Linked DNA regions of Macaca mulatta: region 1 is linked to region 2. A link is a contact called in public Hi-C data. All regions are on one chromosome and are shown on one strand. Each heading gives the region's core, a stretch centred on a gene start, on an enhancer-like site or on the middle of the called end of the contact. The rest is flanking DNA. Distances are from core to core; before and after follow the strand shown.

What was found. Hi-C and Micro-C count contacts between places; a contact is called where the count stands out from the background.
Region 1: a contact with region 2 is called in a Hi-C map of cortical neurons, with 4 times the contacts expected there. The contact joins two enhancer-like sites. A contact is called at or near these places in 6 of 14 Hi-C or Micro-C datasets (CD4 T cells, cortical neurons, fetal cortex germinal zone and 3 more).

Annotation. Positions count from the first base shown.
Region 1 is chr4:65,701,478-65,706,645 of T2T-MMU8v2.0, reverse strand. All of the region lies in intron 4 of STXBP5 (syntaxin binding protein 5), which reads right to left. Among named protein-coding and RNA genes, the nearest start is that of STXBP5, 56 kb to the right of the region's middle. Within about 2 kb of position 2,690, at least 2 of the 40 cell types and tissues checked have an H3K27ac peak or open chromatin away from gene starts, as enhancers often do. A contact at or near this core is called in cortical neurons, where this site is marked.
Region 2 is chr4:65,274,535-65,279,462 of T2T-MMU8v2.0, reverse strand. No RefSeq gene overlaps it. Among named protein-coding and RNA genes, the nearest start is that of ADGB, 270 kb to the right of the region's middle. Within about 2 kb of position 3,067, at least 5 of the 40 cell types and tissues checked have an H3K27ac peak or open chromatin away from gene starts, as enhancers often do. A contact at or near this core is called in cortical neurons, where this site is marked.

The DNA.
Region 1 (5,168 bases), core at 1,441-3,940, 430 kb before region 2:
CATGTGGTGAGAGGTGGTAATCATAAAAGCAGCCCTGTTTCCTATTCCCCGCATTGCAGCTATGGCAATATGTTCTAAAATTCAGTAAGTCTGCACCCTTGTAAATTTTATTTTAAACAGCTAGGTTGTTGTGTTAAATCCTCTTATGTGTAAAATATCTGCAGTGGTTTCTGTTCCTGCATTGAAACACAGCAAGGAAATAATCTGCAATTTATATGACAGTCTATAGTCCAAAAAATACCTGCTCATAATGTATCTTAAGACGATGTTATTCGATTATTTAAAGTTGAAAAAGGTTGAGAATCTTTCTTATAATTGTACAGAATCATAAGTGGGCACAGTGGCTCACACCTGCAATTCCAGCACTGTGGGAGGCCAAGGCTGGAAGATCATTTGAGCTTAGGAGTTCAAGATGAGCCCGGGCAATACAGTGAGAACTTGTCTCTACAAGAAATGTATAGCCTGATTTGGAGATTTGCGCCTGTAGTCCCAGCTACTCAGGAGGCTGAGGCAGGAGGATTGCTTGAGCCTGGGAAATTGAAGCTGTAGTGAGCCATGACTGCACCACCTCTCCGTCCTTTAAAAAAAACAAAACAAAACAAAACAAAACAAAACAAAACACCCTTTCATGAAGTAGACCTTTCTTGCCTTTCTGCTCTTGACTACCCACCTAGCAATGTCTAACTACAGTTCCTTAAATATGGGAGATTGCTTCATAACTTTGTGACTTTGAACATAAGGTTAAGTTCCTTTGCTCTTTGTCATCTGGGAATTTCCTAGTAATCCTGAAAATCTGTTCATATTGGCTCTTTTGTAACCTTTTACCTAAAATTCACAACAGGATGATGCATCTTTCTTCCAGTTACCCTTTAACATTTCACATAGAAAATTTCATTACATTCATATTATGCTCACCACTGCATTGGAATCTTCCATTTCATCTCCCTTAGTTAAAACAACTTCCATGTCTCTCCACAATTTATCACAGTATTTGCAATGGCCAGAAACTTAAACAGGAAATAGGAAAGAAGCAGATATTATTTGGTAATTTTTTCTTTTTTTCTTTTTGAGATGGAGTCTCACTCTGTTGCCCAGGCTGGAGTGCAGTGGCGCGATTTCGACTCACTGCAAGCTCTGCCTCCCAGTTCACACCATTCTCCTGCCTCAGCCTCCCGAGTAACTGGGACTACAAGTGCCCGCCACTACACCCAGCTAATTTTTTGTATTTTTTAGTAGAGACGGTGTTTCACTGTGTTAACTAGGATGGTCTTGATCTCCTGACCTCGTGATCCGCCCGCCTTGGCCTCCCAGAGCGCTGGGATTATAGGCGTAAGCCACTGCACCCAGCCTGGTAATTTTCTGAATTGTACCTTATACTCTCCTGCTATGAAATAAAAATTTAAATACGCATTAATAAATGTATATTTTTAAAAAACATTTTAAAAAGTTTATTAAAATGTTTTTTCAAATATATTTTTAAAAACAGCAGTCAAGAGAAAGCAATTTATAAATCTCTTCCTAGGATTTATCTGTAGTCCCATATATCTTTTCTGAGACATTGTCATAGCTACTTTATAAAAATACTGATATCTATGTTATCCAGAAGTATAATATTAATGTTTCACAATATAAGCTTTAGAGATCTTTGAATGTTGTTTTACATTTGTACTGATTTACTATATTCCTTATTAGTTATATCTGAATTTTTATAAAATAATTTAAAACTTCTAGAAATATATCCAAATAAATCACAATATTAACATTTCTTGTGAAATGAGGCCTTAGCATAACAATATTAATAACTATCAAAATAACTATCAACTTAATATGAAGTGAAACAGTGAATATCAAACAGGAAAATCGTATGTATCAACTAAAGAAATAATAACAAATGAAATAACTGTTCCCTGCTGTATAAGCGATTTCTTAAAGATCTGTTTGTAATTATCTTGGGGAATGTAAGATGCCAGGGCATTTTTATATAACAAATGCTAGGAAAAACTGAAGTAAACTGGTATTCATCAGTGCACTGTTAAACTGCTCTTTTCAACGAAAAAAATCGCATTATCTTTCTTTTTTCACTTTCATATGAAATTATCCCTCGATTGTACTTTACTAGATAGGAGTACTCAAAATGTCTTACAATCTATGGCTTATGTTTTATTATTTAAAGTTTCTCTCTCCACACACATACATATATACACACATTACCCTGTTTGTACATATATGTAAACTTAATATCTTAAATAATTTTTGTCTTATTTTATTGTTTGCCTCTCTCCCTCCCCCAAAATTTACTCTCTCCATAAGTTTTATTAACAACCTGGACATACATTTCCACATTTTCATTTTCATAAAAAACACAAACATGATGAGAAATTTTGAGTGGGAAGAAAGCTATTTTTATAAAGGAAGATGCATAAATTTTTCTGAATCTTGTGATCCTCCAGCGTTGGCCTCCCACAGTGCTGGGATTGCAGGTGTGAGCCACTGTTATGTTTTATCTTGTTCTTGTTCTTATCCATCAGTACCTGGTAGGTGAGGTTCATCTTCTAACTGTTGTAAGCATACTGCACAGAAGTTTCATATTTTAATACAAAAATTACATCTCCCTCATTACATAGCTCATGCTTTGCATATACTGCTAAGCACTCCTTGCCAAGGTCTTACACATACTCCTTACATCATTTTCTTCTATGTTTTAATTTCAGCTTTTCTGTAGATGATTCAGTTAAGTCTTTAACTGGCCTGGAATTTATTTAAATTATGAGGTGGAGGACACTTTTCCCCATTTAGCTAAGAATTGTCACAGTGTCTTTTATTTACTGTATCCTTTCCTTGTCTGCAATCCACTTCTATCATATATTAAATGTGTCCTCTCTTGATATACACGTTCCTGAACAATGTATACTGTGTTTTGGCCTATTTGCCTTCCACTTGTAATTAGTAAATTATTTTAATTTCTAGAGCTCTATAAAACTTTGCGATATCAAATAAAGTAAGTCCCACCATCCCTTCTTTTTCAAAATTGCTTGACTATTCTGGGTCTTTTTTTTTTCCATATGAATTTTAAAATCAGTTTATTAAATCCCATCAACAATTTAAAAATTTTGATTGGAACACTACTAAATACTAAAAATGATAAATGTATAATTTGGACAGAAGTGATCATTTAAAATTTGATTATTCCTTCTTATGAACTCATTCATCTATATTAGGTATTTTCCTAATGCTATTTGATTTTATTTTTCAAAATAATTTTAATATTTTCACCATATAGACATTATACATTTTTTGTATAGTCTGTACATTTTTTTCTATTTCCTTCCATTTACTTTCAGGCTTTGTATAATTATGCTTTAAGTATATCTATTATAAGCAGTTTAACAGCTATATTTTGTGGAGTATCTTTTAAGTCCAATCTGCAAATCTCAAAATTTTAAACAAATTTCATACATTTGCAATGATTTTGATTAAGTTAACCTTTCTTTCATCTTGTTTAACTGTCCTTTTTATTTCTGTCATTTTATGTCTTTTTCTGACCATTGCTGATTTATTTTCTTTTTTTTTTTTTCGTCCTCTAATGCTCCTAATATTTTCAATCTTTTTAATGGTTACCCTTACACTTTTAAGACACATGTTTAACTTTATAGCCAATAATGTCTAAAAGGATGAGGAGGAAAGGGAGTGTCAGGTAAGTGCATTATTTTTTTAGTTCTATCAGAGATGATAATGTCATCAGAATATAATTTACAAATGTGTTTTTAAACCTAACAATTATGCCAGGAGTTACCCCTTTCAATGTAAAGATATTTTAGTTTCACGAAATTTTCTTCAGTTATGCCTTTGATCATTACTTCTCCTTCCACTGTTAGGTTTTCTCTTGCCTTCTCCCCAAAAAAATCCCCCGAAAACCCTGTAATTCTGAGGTTGAAATCTCTATCCTTTGTCCTTTGTGTCTATCACTGTCTCTCTCATTATGTTTATTATATCACTGTAAAGCGTTTATTCTTTTTTTATTTTTTATTATACTTTAAGTTCTGGGACACATGTGCAAAATGTGCAGGTTTGTTACATAGGTACACACACGCCATGGTGGTTTGCCACACCCATCAAACCATTATCTACATTAGGTATTTTTCTTAATGCTATCCTTCCCCTAGCCTCCCACCCACCGACAGGCCTCAGTGTGTGATGTTCCCTTCCCTGTGCCCATGTGTTCTCATTGTTTAACTCCCACTTATGAGTGAGAACATGCAGTGTTTGGTTTTCTGTTCCTGTGTTAGTTTGCTGAGAATGATGGCTTCCAGCTTCATCCATGTCCCTGCAAAGGACATAAACTCATCCTTTTTTATGGCTGCATCGCATTCTATGGTGTATATGTGCCACATTTTCTTTATCCAGTCTATCACTGATGGACATTTGGGTTGGTTCCAAGTCTTTATATTGTGAATAGTGCTGCAATAAACATACGTGTGCATGTGTCTTTATAGTAGAATGATTTATAATCCTTTGGGAATATACCCAGTAATAGCATTGCTGGGTCAAATGGTATTTCTGGTTGTAGATTCTTGAGGAATCCCCACACCGTTTTCCACAATGGTTGAACTAATTTACACTCCCAACAACAGCGTAAAAGCATTCCTATTTCTCCACAGTCTCACCAGCATCTGTTCTTTCCTGACTTTTTAATGGTCGCCATTCTAACTGGCATGAGATGATATCTCATTGTGGTTTTGATTTGTATTTCTCTATGACCAGTGATGATGAGCTTTTTTTCATGTTTGTTGGCCACATAAATGTCTTCTTTTGAGAAGTCTCAATTCATATCCTTCGCCCACTTTTTGATGGGGCTGTTTGCTTTTTTCTTGTAAATTTAAGTTCTTTGTAGATTCCGGATATTAGCCCTTTGTCAGATAGGTAGATTGCAAAAGTTTTCTCCCATTCTGTAGGTTGCCTGTTCACTCTGATGCTAGCTTCCTTTGCTCTGCAGAAGCTCTTTAGTGTAATTAGATCCCATTTGTCAATTTTAGCTTTTGTTGCCATTGCTTTTGGTGTTTTAGGCATGAAGTCTTTGCCCATGCCTATGTCCTGAATGGTTCTGAATAGGTTTTCTTCTAGGGTTTTTATGGTTTTAGGTCTTACATTAAAGTCTTTAATCCATCTTT
Region 2 (4,928 bases), core at 1,818-4,317:
AAGAGAAAAACTCTATGGTGTTGTTCATACATTGAATCTAAAAAAGTCAAACTCACAGAAACACAAAGCAGAAGGTGGTTACCAGGAATGCTGGGGGTCTGAAGGAAATGGGAAGATGTCTGTTAATGACTACAAATTTTTTCAGTTATAAGATGAATAAGTTCTAGAGGCCTAATATATACCATGGTGACTATAGTTAAGGTAAAATTGAAATTTTCTAGGAGAATAGATCTTAAGTATTTTCATCACAAATTTTAAAAAGGTAACCAAGAGAGGTGATGGACATGTTAATTCACTTCATTGTGACAATCACTTGGTGATGTGGTTTGGATCTGTGTCCCCACCAAACCTCATGTCGAATTGTAGTCCCCAATGTTGGAGGTAGAGCCTGATGGGAGGTAATTGGATCATGGGGGCAGATTCTCATGAATGATTTAGCACCATCCCTTTGGTGCTGTTCTTGTGGTGATATATTAGTTCGTTCTCATGCTGCTAATAAAGACATTTCAGAGACTGGGTAATTTATAAAGGAAAGAGGTTTAATGGACCCACAGTTCCACATGGCTGGGGAGGTCTCACAATGATGGCAGAAGATGATGAGGGAAGAGCAAAGTCACGTCTTACATGGCAGTAGGCCAGAGAGCTTGTCCTGGGAAACTTTCATTTATAAAACCATCTGATCTTATGAGATTTATTCATCATCATGAGAATAGTATGGGGGAAACTGCCCCCCATGATTCGATTAGTCTACCCAGCCCCACTCTTGATATGTGGGGATTATTACAATTCAAGGTGATATTTGAGTGGAGACACAGCCAAACCATATCAGACGTGAATGAGTTGTCATGAGATCTGGTTGTTTAAAAGTGTGCAGCACTTCCCACCCCCATCTCTCTCTTGCTCCTGCTCCTGCCATGTGAGGTGCCTTGCTCCCCCTTTGCCTTCCATCATGACTGGAAGTTTCCTGAGGCTTCCCCAGCAGCAAAAGCTGCCATGCTTCCTGTACAGCCTGCAGAATAATGAGTCAATTAAACTTCTTTTTTTATGTAAATTACCCAGTCTCAGTTATTTCTTTATAGCAATGAGAGAATGGACTAATACACTTGGCAATGTACATGTATATCAAAACATCACATTGTACACTTTAAATATATACAGTGTTTGCCAATGATAACTCAGTAAAGCTGGAAAAAATAAAATGTGAATGAAGTCAAATGAATAGAGAGGTAAAAGAAGTAGACACAAGAGAGTTTGCCTCCTTGCTGTCCCTCTCTGCTCTCCACTGTGTGAGGATGCAATGAAAAGATGGCCATCTGAAAACCAGAAAGCAGGTCCTCACCAGACGTCCGATCTGCTGGCACCTCTATCATCTTGATTTCTCAGCATCTAGAACTGGGAGAAATAAATTTCTGTGGTTCAAGCCACACAGTCTATGTGGTATTTTGTTATAGCCGCCCAAGCTGACTAAGACAGGGTCATATTGTGGCTCCAGGCATTTCCCATGAGTGAGTCTTTTTTCCAGATTGTGTCAAGTCAACTCCTCACTGTGTTCACACTTCTGAAAATCTCAGTCTTTTTCCCTGTTGAGGTGAGAAGAACCTTGCTCTTTAATGCCTCTCATTCTGCTATGTGGGGCTTGTGCACATGACCTCTCGCCTTTTGACTTTTCAGATATCTCTCACAATTTAGTCCATATGTTCTCCATATACCAGAACATACAGGCCAGACTCTCTCAAGAGTTTCCTTCAAACCCCTCTCACATGGGCTTAAGCAGTGTGGTGGGGGCAAATGCACTAATCCCTTTCCCTGTGTTGTGAGGATTCAGACAACACAAAAACTAACTTCAGATACGTTCTCCAGACCTTTCTACCTTATTTCTCATACAAGTTGCAAATGAGGTCTAGCACCTCACTTTAGAATATCAAGGGTGCTTGGCACCTACTGTAATTTAAAAATATTTCTATAATTCTTTTATACTCCTCCCTTTAAGAAGTAGAGTCTAATTCCCTTAACTTTGAGTATAGACTGATCTTGGTAAATTGCTTTTAGCAAACAGAATATAAAGGAAATTATGTATGAGACTTCTAAAATTAGCTGGTAAAAGGCCTTTTGACTTCTTGGTTGCTCTCTTTTTCTATTTTAGATCATTTGTTCCAGGAGAAGCCAGATGCCATGTCTTGAGGACAGTCAACCGTCTGGGAAGGTTCCTATGGTAAGGAACCAAGGCTCCTGGAAATAGCTTCTGAGTGAGCCACCTTGAGAATGGATTGTCCAGCCCCAGTCAAACTTTCAGAGATGACTGTAGCCCCTGCCAATGTCTTCACCACAACCTCATGAGATCCCAAGCTACAACCACTCAGTTAAGTTATTCCAAAATTCCTGACTCACAGAAATTGAGATACAGGAGAGGTCATAGTTAAGATCTTGATGTTCTATATTCACCCATAATATAGGAGCTTCACCTTTTGAGAAGCACCAGGGAGAGCTAGTTGCCTGTGCCTGGTGGAAGCTGCCCATGCCCCACTGATACCCCACAGTACTTCCTATTCTGCTCAGTACTCCTGCTTCTTTCTGCAAACAACTGTGATTCTCCACCTGGGAGCTTCCTCTGGCCACAGGAGCCTGCTCACCTGAATGGGACACCCCAGCAGTTCTGGTGAGTTACAGCTTCCAGGAGCAGCTCTCCTCCAGCAAAGGAAAGGGTTGGCAGAAAAGTTCTTCAGCTGTCTTTGCTAGTGTGTGGGACAATGTTAAGACATGCTCCACACAGTAATGCAGGGGTCCCAGCAAGATGGAGCCCCAATTGTCCACAGTAGTAACTTGCCAGTAGATGCCTTCATTGACTTTCTTCCCTGCTGTGCCTTTCTTCCCACTCTCCTGCCAGTGCTTCCTGGAATCATCTCCCTCATCAATCATTTGTTCCAAAATTCTGTCTGAGTCTGTTTCTGAGGAAACCCAACCTGAGTCATCATCCCTCTTCCCCCCCTCACACTTTCTTCACTGGGGGAGGATGGATTGAATTGACTGGCAATTTTTGGAGGAGTTTGCATTGGAGTGCGTGACTCAGCTGAGGTTGGGCTGTGTTTTTTCAGAGAGAAGTACATTCAGATTCAATGTGTATCCTGTCTTCAGGAAGCCCCATGCTCTGCTCATCTTAGCATGATTACTAAGCTACACTCTGCCCTTTCAAGGGGAAGGCCTGAGATTTGCAGTTGGGAAGCTCAGTGGGAGTTGGATGTTTTATGTAACCTGATTGTGGATATAGATCAATCCATGCTTTTCAATTCAGTCCTCTCTCTAATAAACTGCTCTTATGAGCCCCATTTGTCTAATTCTTATCTATTTTCTTAAGTTGTTTTAGCGTTCAGTAAAGAACAGCATTTTTTTAAATTTGTGATCTAAAACTTCAAGTACATGTAAAACATAGGAGGAACAAAAACTCTAATATACAAGCCATTTCAAATGACCTACAAGATTCATTGTAGAACCTTATGCCTATCAGCAGGTTTTTGTTTGTAAAAGGAAGACTCAATAATCTTCAGTAAAGGATCATCTTAACTGTCTCAGGTAACCAAGGCCTATAAAAAACTGAAAGGGGAAAATCATTAACATGACAAGAAACAAGTGTGTAAGTCATGCACATTTGCATCTAACGTTGTTAGCATAACTCTGGTTCATAGTTCTGGAATGATGTCAGAATTTTTAGCTTCATGAAATGAAACATTTCTTTTCTTGGTGTGATTTTTTTTTCCCCGCATAGAGAAAAGTCCTTAGTCACAAGTTTCTGAGTATTTTTTAGTCAAGATGGTGTTTAGCATTTACTTTTTAGCTGCATTAAGCTAAATTCTACTGCACTCCCACACATCCCCACTACCATTTCCTCCCGATCACCAAGTAATTAGAAATGATAGATAAATGGATAAGAAGTTTTTTAAAATAAAAAGAATGTTGCCCACTCAAAATTTATATTTTCTTTGAAAGAAATGGAACAGAAATGCATAGTAGAAACTACAGTGGAATCTGTGGACATATTGGCTTAGAGGAACAGAAGCAAGCATTTGAGTTCTGTGGCATGATGGAGACCAAACATACCCTGCAGAAAGTAGGGAATATAAGCTAAAGTCATTGAGCCAAGTTGGAGGCTAGGGTGGAATTCTTCCTCCTATAAAAGATGCCTTCACCCGACATCAGGCAGAGACAGGAGCCTGCTCACTGTCAAGGGCTATGACTTGTGGAAGCTATAAGGTATGGAGGAAGAATGTGGTACAACCAGTACCTAGGACAAGCCACTTGCCCCCTCTAAGCACAGACCTCTGATCTCTCTGATACAATTTCTGGATAGGAATACTATGCTGACAGGATAAGACCTGGGGCCAGTTAGAAGGAAACTGTAAAACTGTCATGCCACACAGGGAAGAGTGAAGGCAGAAAGAGGGGGAAAGTATTTACATTCAAGGTAAGCCTGCAAACGAAAGTTCTACTGCTATTAAGGAAAAATATTGCTAAGAAAGTCATCCAACAAAATCAACATGGAAACCCAACCATTTATTGTCAATGAGATACAAGTAATAGAACACTCTGAATAATACTAAAACATAATTGTGGGCCAGGCACAGTGGTTCACGCCTGTAATCCCAACACTTTGGGAGGCCGAGGCAGGCAGATCACCTGAGGTCAGGAGTTCAAGATCACCCTGGCCAATCTTGTGAAACCCTGTCTCTACTAAAAATATAAAAATTAGCTGGGCGTGGTGGTGCACGCCTGTAATCCTAGCTACTCAGGAGGTTGAGACAGGAGAATCACTTGAACCTGGGAGGCAGAGGTTGCAGTGAGCCGAGATTGCACCGCTGCACTCCAGTCTGGGCAACAGAGCGAGACTCTGTCTCAAGTAATAACAATACTATTAATAATTGTGTTTAATATATAAA